Regions from separate parts of the Mus musculus genome. Here region 1 is linked to region 2. A link is a contact called in public Hi-C data. All regions are on one chromosome and are shown on one strand. Each heading gives the region's core, a stretch centred on a gene start, on an enhancer-like site or on the middle of the called end of the contact. The rest is flanking DNA. Distances are from core to core; before and after follow the strand shown.

What was found. A called contact is a pair of places that touch in the nucleus more often than the background predicts.
Region 1: a Hi-C map of neutrophils shows a contact between it and region 2, with 2.0 times the contacts expected there. The contact joins the enhancer-like site here to the promoter of Casp8ap2 in region 2. A contact is called at or near these places in 2 of 39 promoter capture datasets (stem cell-derived epiblast-like cells and trophoblast stem cells), 2 of 484 Hi-C or Micro-C datasets (embryonic stem cells and neutrophils), 6 of 115 datasets of contacts at active chromatin or transcription factors (bone marrow-derived macrophages, embryonic stem cells and extraembryonic endoderm stem cells) and 3 of 9 other capture datasets (adipose tissue, liver and pancreatic islet).

What each region holds. Positions count from the first base shown.
Region 1 is chr4:32,764,852-32,769,864 of GRCm38.p6, reverse strand. It overlaps Mdn1 (midasin AAA ATPase 1), which reads right to left. Exons shown (of 102, transcript NM_001081392.1): 93 at 4,589-4,756; 94 at 4,040-4,203; 95 at 2,694-2,783; 96 at 1,808-1,923; 97 at 1,038-1,212. Among named protein-coding and RNA genes, the nearest start is that of Lyrm2, 33 kb to the left of the region's middle. Within about 2 kb of position 1,559, at least 70 of the 459 cell types and tissues checked have an H3K27ac peak or open chromatin away from gene starts, as enhancers often do. A contact at or near this core is called in neutrophils, where this site is marked.
Region 2 is chr4:32,611,571-32,617,008 of GRCm38.p6, reverse strand. Casp8ap2 (caspase 8 associated protein 2) reads right to left here and starts at 1,539. Exons shown (of 11, transcript NM_001122978.2): 1 at 1,517-1,539.

The DNA.
Region 1 (5,013 bases), core at 310-2,809, 150 kb before region 2:
CAAGAGATTTAAAAGTCAAAGTAGTCAATTCTAAAGTTTTACACAGAGACAGAACATTAAAGACATGACAAATGAAAAACTGGACAAGATCTCTAATTAGCCTTTGTAAATGAGATAATTTTCTTAGATTTTTTCATTCCTCAGATCAAACCTCTGTCTTTAAACAAGTCTATCAGTATTATTAGGCTGTCTGTAGAAAAGACAAGGGAATGAATGCAATGAAAAACAAACAACCAACCCCCCAAACCAAAAAACAAAACCACAAACTTGGTTTTAAAAACAAATTCCTCTTCATTTTTTAATACTTTCCAATTTCTGGGTCAGAATTGATTTAAACAATTCTTTTATCATCTATATCAGTAAATCAACCCAACATAGTGCCCACATATGAGGGGCATGCTGAACTGTGAGAAAATTATAAGAAAATTTTTACTACCATTTGCATAAATGACAGCAGTTTTAGAACAAATTGGTTTAAAAAAAGCATTAACCTAGGTATTTTATATTTAATTTATATTTAATTTAGTCTTCATCACTGAGGTAAGTACTGTTATAATCCTCTTTTTTTTTTTTTTTAAAAGAAAGTGAAAGCCGGGTGTGGTGGCGTACACCTTTAATCCCAGCACTTGGGAGGCAGAGGCAGGTGGATTTCTGAGTTTGAGGCCAGCCTGGTCTACAAAATGAGTTTCAAGACAGCCAGGGCTATACAGAGAAACCCTGTCTCGAAAAAACAAAAAAAAAAAAAAAAAAAAAAAAAGTGAAACTGACAATAAATAAGCTGTCCAAAGTTATGGGGAGATGGAATGTGAACTGGACTCAGGGCGCATTCTAGCCTCTTCCAGGAGAGGTCAGCTGCTGGCTTATGCCAAATAAAAATCACTGTAAAAAAAAAAAAAAACCCAGCACCCCCTAGAAACCAGTTTCAGGAATGCCATGACATGCAATGTTAAACCCCCTTTCTGGATGGAGCCATCAATCCTTCCTGCCAGCTCTACTGAGCCAGCCCGAGGACCCGAGCCTGCTGCTTCTCCCCTTACCTGCTTGGTGTGGTTGTCTACCATGCTTGAGGAGTCATCGATAGCCAGACAAATCTGATACTGCCGTTTACTGGGCTTGGTCCTACGAAGCCAAATCCTGTCTTTTCGAAACTGACTGGCAATGTATGGAATGATCTTCCGCATGTTCAGTCGTTTCCCTGTTCGATAGTCTCCTCTGTTACAGGAACCAATGGGAGCAAAGATGAACACAGGCTCATGCCTCAGAATTTTAAGACAAAATCACATTATTAAAAACTTAATAATTAATTAAAAGCCAGGGTCAGGAAACTATTCCTGGCAAAATGATGACATCCAATGCAGACTGTAATTAGCACCTTCTGTCAGCCAGAGCACCTCAGATCTGACTGTAATAACTAAGCTTTTCCAGAATAGCTAAAACACATCTACAGAATTACAGAGTAATTTTTTCTGTATTAAATACACAAAGCCTCATATGCTTTCCCTTTTCTGTTCTCAACCACGACTCTGACCAAATCGTTGTGGTTCTGACCCTAGTTGAGTAACACGCCATAAGCACAGGAAACAGTACCACATCTGTGGCTGTTCCCACACAGCAGAATGTAAGCCACCTTCATGTAGTACTTCCTCATCTCACACACACGCGCGCGCGCGCACACACACACACACACACACACACACACACACACACACAGAGTTCCTACTTACAGCTAATGGGGGACCGTAGCAGACACAATAGTGCCCAGAGAGCAGAAACAGCAACCCAGAAGCCTCAAGCAGGGAAGACTTACCTTAGTTTGGCTGCCTGTGTAGGTTCTAGTAGGAGACGAAGCTGCTCACACAGCTGTTGTGAAAGAGATGCAGTTAAGACTAGGTAATTCTGCCACATCTCAGCTGCAGCCTTCTCCTAGGACAGCAAAATAGAAATTACTATTAGAATGCTGAAGCAGAAAAGAACTTGTACAAGCCTTCTCAGCAAAACACTTTAAAAGCTTTTCTCAGCAAGCAGCAATCCAACTAAATAAAATCCACTGCCCCCCCCCCCCAATTCCATAATATACAGTTGCAAGGGGCAGTTAACAATGGGAATTCACTCAACAGTTTGCTCCTGCCAGTTTAAGAACTGGACCTGATACTTTGCACAGCGGCATGGGAATGTGAACTCTGGGCAAAGCTCAAGTACCTGAGCGCGCTCATTAGTTTTCAAGAGGGAGAGTGACAGTGTACACAAATCCCCCTCAACAGCAGGGATCCACACACACAAAGGCTTCATACTGACTACAGCTGAGCACGAACACATGCGTGGTAGGGAGAACGGTAATAAACACAGAATATAGGCATGCATATACACCGTATATTTAGAGGTTAAATCATTAAAATACACTCCACATAGCCAGCAAGGACCTGAAGACCATTCAAGACTACAGAGCATGAACTTTTGCCTGGCTTCCTTACAAAGCCAGCTATACAAGTTAAAGGAACCAAGTATGTCTGTCTGTTTTAGTGAGACTCTAGATGTGGTGGCAGAATCAGTGCATATCCCGCTTAGGGAAAGTTCTCAGTATAGTCTCCATCAGCCTTTTACAAAGGGAACTGTGGCTAAGAACCTACTGACTTACAAAAACAGGCAAGTTATTTTGTGGAAAAGAAAAACAAACCCCAACAACTTTGACTTACTTCTTCTGCATTCCCATAGTCGTGCGCCTGCCATGTCTCCAGCTGCCTTTCCATCTCTTGTCTCAGCTCACTGATATCTTTTAAAATGGGCTAAGAAGGAAAAGCTATGTAAGTGGTGGCCCAGGTTGGAATCAATGACCTATCACTGGCTGCTGTCTGTGGCTGCAACCTTGTTGCAGTTGTACGCCTCAACTCACAGCTCAAGCAAATTTAAGGGTACAGTCAGATGATTCCATTTCTTGTTTTTGGGATCAACTGGATGAATGGAACTTTTATCACTTATAAAATATAGCCTAATTAAAAAACAAACCAAATCTCTTTTTTTGTGTGTATATGGATACACATATAGGAGACCAGAGGACAACAGACAGCCTCAGGGGTTTCTTTTCCACTTTCTGATAAGCCCCTAGCTCCACAAAGTCCAATTACCACAGAGCAAGGCTCAGTTAGTTACAAGGCTCCTCTGGTTGCTGGAGAGATGGTTAAGTAAGTGTATGTCTTACAAGTGTGACACAAATTCTAGCCTCAGAACCCAAGCAACAAAAGCCAGGCATGCTGATACACAGGGCTGAGGTAGACACAAGGATCACTGGAGCTGGCTGCTCAGCCTAAGCCTTCTTAGAAAATTGGAAAATTCTAGGACAATCAGACACCCAACTCAACAAAACAAACAAACAAAATACCACACACACAAACATACACGCACAGACACCAAAAACCAAACCAAAAACCCCACTAAAACAAACAAACGATGACACCACCACCACCACCACCACCACCACCACCACCACCACCACCACCACCACCTGCAATGAAGCCTGAACTTGTGCTCTGGCTTCCACAGGTACACTCACACAACAAACCTCACTGACCACCCTTCACCCAACCCCCCAAAAGTAAAAAATTATTATTACATAACTGTCATAAGTTGTCAATTGTACATAAGTGATAGCCTAGGTTGGAATGCCAATGCCTAAGAGCCAATGCCAAGAACTAGTGCCATCGTAATGGGTAGGTCTGGGCACAATCTGTAGTTAACAAAGGATATACCATTTGCTAAAAGACTACTGGTTACAGCCGGGTGTGGTGGCACACGCCTTTAATCCCAGCACCCGAGAGGCAGAGGCAGGCCTCTGAGTTCGAGGTCAGCCTGGTCTATAGAGTGAGTTCCAGGACAGCCAGGGCTATACAGAGAAACCCTGTCTCGGAAAAAAAAGACTATCGGTTACACTAAAAGTACTCTTAAAAATTTTGGTCAGACTTGATATTGAAATTGAGCAATTTCATAAAAGTTCTAAAGTAACTTAAAAACTAAAGGTTAACATAGCAAGCTATGAGTTCAATACTTGGAAAACTGAATCCACAAGGAATTGACGAAGCGTATGAATAGTTGAATCTCTGCTTCTTTCTGGCCTCTCATTCTCTGTCTCCTGGTGAGGTGTGGTTGTTCTTGGGTCTTGGTCTTCTTTTGTCTTAAGTGTTTGCATATCCACCTCCATCTCACTAGAGCCTATTTTCATAGGAAGACAGTTTCATTATCACGTGGTTCACCAGTGCCTGTCCTAACAAAGAGTCAACGCTCAACTCAACCAACAATTTCTTTCTGTTCCATTCCCTCACTTTCCTTACTCTAGGCTTAGACCTTAGGTAACAAAGGAATCTCTACAATTATCAAGAACGTACTATTCTGCTTTTCCCAACATATGTTAAAGAGACAGATCTGAATTTGTCAGAAACCGTTTCTCCTCGATAACTGATCTTTAAGACTCCCTTTTCTGAGATGATAGGTGAATTATTCATGTAAGGCAGATATTAGAACAGGAAAGAGAAAAGACTAGACTTGATGACAGTCCAAGAGGACAGAAAGCATACAAGTCTGCTCACTAAGGACTCACCAGAGGTTGCAGCAGTCTCTGACTGGACTGCCTCTGGCTTCAGCTGCTCTGTGTCCTCTGCTCTCATGAGCTCCTCCTCTGTATCCATGAGGATATCTTCTATTTCTTCCTCCTCCTGATCCTGTCCGGAGGCCTTTGCAGTCTGCTGCTGTTCACTACTGGCTACATCTGCCAATAGTGCACAGGGACAAAGCTTAATTTTTCTGCAGAGAAAGGTGATGCTGAACGGATTATTGTCTCTATCGCTTCCACCTTTCAAGATTCTACTTAAGCTGGTTTTCCCCTAACCAACCATGGGGCCAGACACTTGCGGGCCTAAATACCTCCTGCTGTTCTACTTACAAACCTGCTTCTAGGTCAAGATAGTATGTACCCTCACACGTAAAGAGACTGGCATTCATCTGGGTTTTTACAGAAATGACAGG
Region 2 (5,438 bases), core at 290-2,789:
CTTTTAATGGTAATGGAGAAATAAAGAAGACCCGGTGAATCACTTGTACAACAATCAGGTGAAAATGTCGGTCTGGGTTAGAAATAGAGTTGGATCCCTAACAGATTTTTCTTAAAAGAAAAGGAGAGTTAAGATGATTTGGGGCTCATTAGCATCATGGTGACAGGTATATTAAAAAAAAAATTACAAGTCAGTGAGTCTCCCAGGGTGGGAAGATAGGAGAAGAAAGAGAGAGAGAGAATATGAAAGGTAGAGGAGTGAGAGAGATCTTTCTATACTTCTTCTCATCTCCCATCTGAGTTACTACTGAGAGGAGTGGTACACCTTTGAAACATGCAGAGGCCAAGTTTTAAAAACCAAGAAGCTAATGATTGATTAATAACAGCTGCTGGGCTAGGAAGGTTGCTCAGTAGTGTGCAGTCCTCACAGCTTTGAAAAGGCCAGTCCCTAGCACCAAAATGTTCTTTAAAAATTTTACAGGTTGATAACCATTATCTGGAAGGATAAACAGCTTCAACAGATTCATAAGCAAATGCATAGAGAAAGGGGTCATCTAATCTTTTCTGAAAGCAGTATGAAGTTCAAATTTTTCAATACACAAAAGCATACATTTGTAGAAGGAAAACAACCAGGCAAAAGCTAAGAGGCAAATCTCACTCTAGGTTCTGAGGATGAGACAGGCATGAAAAGCAGCATACATTACACAAGTCAAGTATTGATATAAGTGCGCTAAGTACTCCTTTAAATTATCCTGAAGCTCCTATCAAGTCTATATTATTCCTTATCCCGTCTAAATAGATGAGGAACCTAACAGAGCCAATTAGAAAATCTGCTGCAGCCAACAGCTAGAAAGTGGAGAGCTGGGATAAATTCCAGTCAGATGTCAAAAATCAAAAACACCCCTTAAAACATAAATCTCTGGACATATCCCGTAAGATGGCAGGAAATACTATGGAAAAAAAATAATTTGGGGTATGGTAACAGAGCCAAGAAGTCTTGCCTAGTGGCCTAGTCCCTTCCAAGGCGGGGTTGAAGCTCATAGGAGAAAGGCCTTCAGCGAGAAGTTTGGTGTTGGTGTGGCGAGAAAAGACCGCCAAGAGGATCCTTGAAGCACTAATGCTTCCTGAGAATTCTACATTCCCATGTCAGGGATGGTTCGAGGCGCTGCGGAGAGCACATAAACAACTTCTTCTCTCAAGCTTTCAGCTTGGGAAACTGCCCCTGTCACTGATCGCCCGACCCTCGGGACAGCCCCTTCTCCACACTCACCGAGAGCTCGGCAGTAGGGACTTGGGAGACACGGGTGGGGGAGGGGAGGGGCGCGCTGTAGACCCGGCGATGTTCCGGGTGCTCGCCCCAGCGCCCCCCGAGACGCTCCGAGGGGCGCTCCCCGAGGACGGCAGCTGGCTCCTCGAGGCCCAGCCAGGCACAACCCTTCGCCCAGAGCGTAAGCCATCCCAGGCGGCACCCCGCTGCCTCTCCCCAGCAGCCCCGCGACAGGCCCTCAGGAACTTACCCGGCCGGCCAGCCCCGCACAGCGGCCGCTGTCCGGACGCCAGGCGCTCCGCCGTCTCCACCAATCGCAGCTCACGGTAAGGACGCCAGGGCGGGACCGAGCGCCGACAACCAATTAGATAAGACGCAAAGCACGTCTCGGCGCACACAGCCAGTTCCCGCCATTGAAGGCGGAAAAAAAGATTCCAGTTGGCGCCAAACTCTGGTACTTACTCTTCTGTGGCTCCGAAGGGAAGTGGGCGGGCCGTGACCTCAGTGACAACGGGGCGGGGTTTCTCCGCGGAAAAGACGTCACCAGAGCGGAAGTGGGGCGGGTCTGGGAGACGCTAATGAAAGGGAAAGTAAAGGTGGAGGCTCCTAGCTGTTTTGGCTGAGAGCAAGTGGAGAAGGCTTGAGGTCTTTAGTGTATAAATTGTGTCAGCTGCGCGCTAGACAGCGCTAAGATCTGACCTTTAAGATGCCATCCTGGATGGTGAACGTAGCGTAGAATTACTAATTCAGCGGGATAGAAGAAGGTTTTTGTTTTTGTTTTTCCGTATTAAACTTTTTTATGTAAAGCCGGGCGTGGTGGCGCACGCCTTTAATCCCAGCACTTGGGAGGCAGAGGCAGGTGGATTTCAGAGTTCGAGGCCAGCCTGGTCTACAGAGTGAGTTCCAGGACAGCCAGTGCTACACAGAGAAACCCTGTCACGAAAAACCAAACCAAAAAAAAAAAAAATATATATATATATATATATATATACATATATATATACAATAAATTATTTTTATCGTTTTTCCCCTACCCGAACGCATCTCTGATCCCACCTCCTTACCCACCGAACTTCATGTTCTCTTTCTCAAAAAAAGAAAGAAAAAAGGAAAAAGAAACAAAAAAGAAACCAGTAAGAAAAAACAAACAAAGCCAAGACAATACAAAACGAAACAAAAAGCTCAGACACAAAAACATGGAATTCAATTTATATTGGTCAACTACTCCTGGGTATTGTCCCTTCCCCAAAGTCTGGCTGATAGACCAGTGCCACTCTACTAAAGAAAACTGCTGTCTCCTTTCTCTGCAGGTTGAATTCAACTGCAAATACCTCCTCAGGCTTGAACCCCAACGGGTCTTATGAGGGTTATCGGCCTCTGCATTCATATATTTATTAGTCCTGTTGTGTCTGTTCCTTGGATGACACAGTTCTTGGAGTCATCCGCCACCTCTGGCTGTTGAGAGTCTCTCTGCCTCCTTTTGGGTAATGGGTCCCTGATCCTTGAGGCAAAGGGTTTGATGAAGGCGTCCCATTTAGGGCTAAGTGCTCCAAAGATTCACTCTCTGCCCATTGTTAGTTGCTTCCTACTGTAAGAAGTTTCTCTGATGAGTCTTGAATAATGCAGTGATTTAGGGGTATAGCGCTATGTCGTGATGAGTATTTTATTGGCCTTTGCAGAATCATAGTAGTAGTTTTACCTCTAGGCTTATGAACTATCTAGTCTCAGGTTCTTGGCCATTTGAGCAGTGTCAGATATGGTCTCACTGAGCAGACCTTAAATCCACACAGAAAATGGTTTGTTATTCCTATAGCATGCACGTCACTATTGCACCAATATGTGCAGGGACCCATGGCGTTGACCTGGCATAGATGCCTTGAGAGTCATGCAGCATAGGTTTCTCAGTTTAGAGTCCATGGCTCCTGAAGCACGATGCGCCTTCCCATTCCTGAGAGACCAAATGCTTCAGGCAGTGAAGTACTCAGTACTCTTTGTGTTTCTATGTATGGTCGCTCAGAAGCCAAAGAAACATGGAAGGAAGCTTGACAGAAAAATTGGTCTTAGCATTAATTTTGTATACCCTTTATAGTTTGCAGACATCATTGTACCCTGGCAACAGCAACTGTATTGAGTCTGGTAATTGCCATTAAATTCTGTTTCTGATAAAGGCGTAAAATGTCTAATTACTCTCAAAATTGCCACAGTTTCTCCCACTAGCCTAGTTTGATTTCTAACAGCCGTTTCTACCCTGGCCCGGTCAGTAAATGAAGGAACATACAAATATGTCTTGCAGGCATTCCTGTTGTAAATGGCAGGGTCTATGGCTGGGTAATATTGATGATCACCCTTCACCTCCAGGAACATCCAGAATACCTTTCCAGCACCGTACTAGTCAGCAGTGGTGAAGGTTCTAGTTGGGCACCAGCTTAACTTTCCCATGTTCTTAAATATCACCTCACAGTATTTTCACCTCATAGTGGTAGAGAATGAGTTCATGGCGTATGCGAAGCACGTGATCTACCACGGAGCGACACCTATCTCAGGACTCCTCCAAATAAAAATGTATCCACAGTCCTTAGATGAAAGTATACATTTGACTATTCATTGAATAATGTATCATATGCCGGGCATGGTGGCGCACACCTTTAATCCCAGCACTTGGGAGGCAGAGGCAGGCGGACTTCTGAGTTCGAGGCCAGCCTGGTCTACAGAGTGAGTTCCAGGACAGCCAGGGCTATACAGAGAAACCCTGTCTCGAAAAACCAAAAAAAAAAAAAAAAATGTATCATATGACTGGGGTGATGGCTTTGCAAGTAAAAGTGCTTTCCACATAAGTGTGAAATTCAGATCTCCAGAGCCCATGTAACTGCTGGGTATCCAGGTCCATCTGTAATTTCAGTGTTCAAGAGGAAGAGACAGGGGATATCCCTGGAGCAAGGTGGCTAGCTAGAGCTCTGAATTCAAGTGAGAGACTCTGCTTCAATATATAAGGTAGAGAGCCATCAAAGAAGATAACTAATGTCAATCTCTGGCCTCTACATGCACATATATATATATATGTACCTGCATGCATATGTGTCCGTGTGTATGCAAACATGAATATGCATACATTGTGTTCACCACACATACATTGAAAAATCTATTTTGGGTATTTTTTTGTTTTCAATTTATTTGTTTTTATTTTATATACATGAGTATTTTGCTTGCATGCATTTCAGTCCACTATATACCAAGTGCTGTGGAGGCCAGAAGAGAGAGCTGCTGCCCCCTACTCCCCGGAAATGGTATTATGGATGGTATCATGAAGGTGCTGGGAACTGAACTCAGATGCTGTGCCAAAGCAGCAAGTGCTCTTAATTGCCGACCCTTCTCTCAGTCTCTTTCATCTCCCCCACAATCCCCAGTTCTCACAAAATAGATTCTCACATAGTCCAGGCTGCCTTCAAAGTTATGATGTAGTTGAACATGCTCTTCAACTCCTAACTCTTGGAGAATATTCTGTGTTAGATCTCTCTCTCTCTCTCTCTCTCTCTCTCTCTCTCTCTCTCTCTCTCTCTCTCTCTCTCTCCTTCCCTTCTTCCCTCCCTTTCTTCCTTATTTCCTCCTCTCCTTCTTCTTTGGTTCTTGGGACAGGGTCTTCCTATGCAGTCCAAGCTGCCTTCAACTCACTCAGTTGCCTAGCCTGGCCTCAAACCTGCAATCTTTCTGCCACAGCCTCTCGCGTGCTGGGATTACAGATATGCATCACCACACCCAGCTTTTCAATTATTTTGTATACATGGAAATGTAAATTATGTGAATTTAGCATGGTTGCTTAATTAGATCCCTTATTGGTAGGTACATTGACAAATGCAAATAATATGATAATAACAACTCATCTCACAGATGTCATTTCTTCATTTTTAAAACAGATCTTACTTCAAGTTAAAAACAGCAGGTCACTGGTCATCTACAGTGTGTAAGTAGGTGTGTCCCAGCAGTCCATCTGACTTCACGTTGGCAGCAGCCTTTTCTCTGAGGCCTTCACTGAGGCCCGGCACCTTTGGGAGCCTGAGCTGGAGCTGAAGCTGGGCCTTAGCTGGAGCTGCAGCCTCTGTCTTGGTTTGACCCCTGGGCTTTGGATGTCAGAGCCTATGGTCCTTGGCCGTGTAGCTTCAAATCCAGTTCCCAAG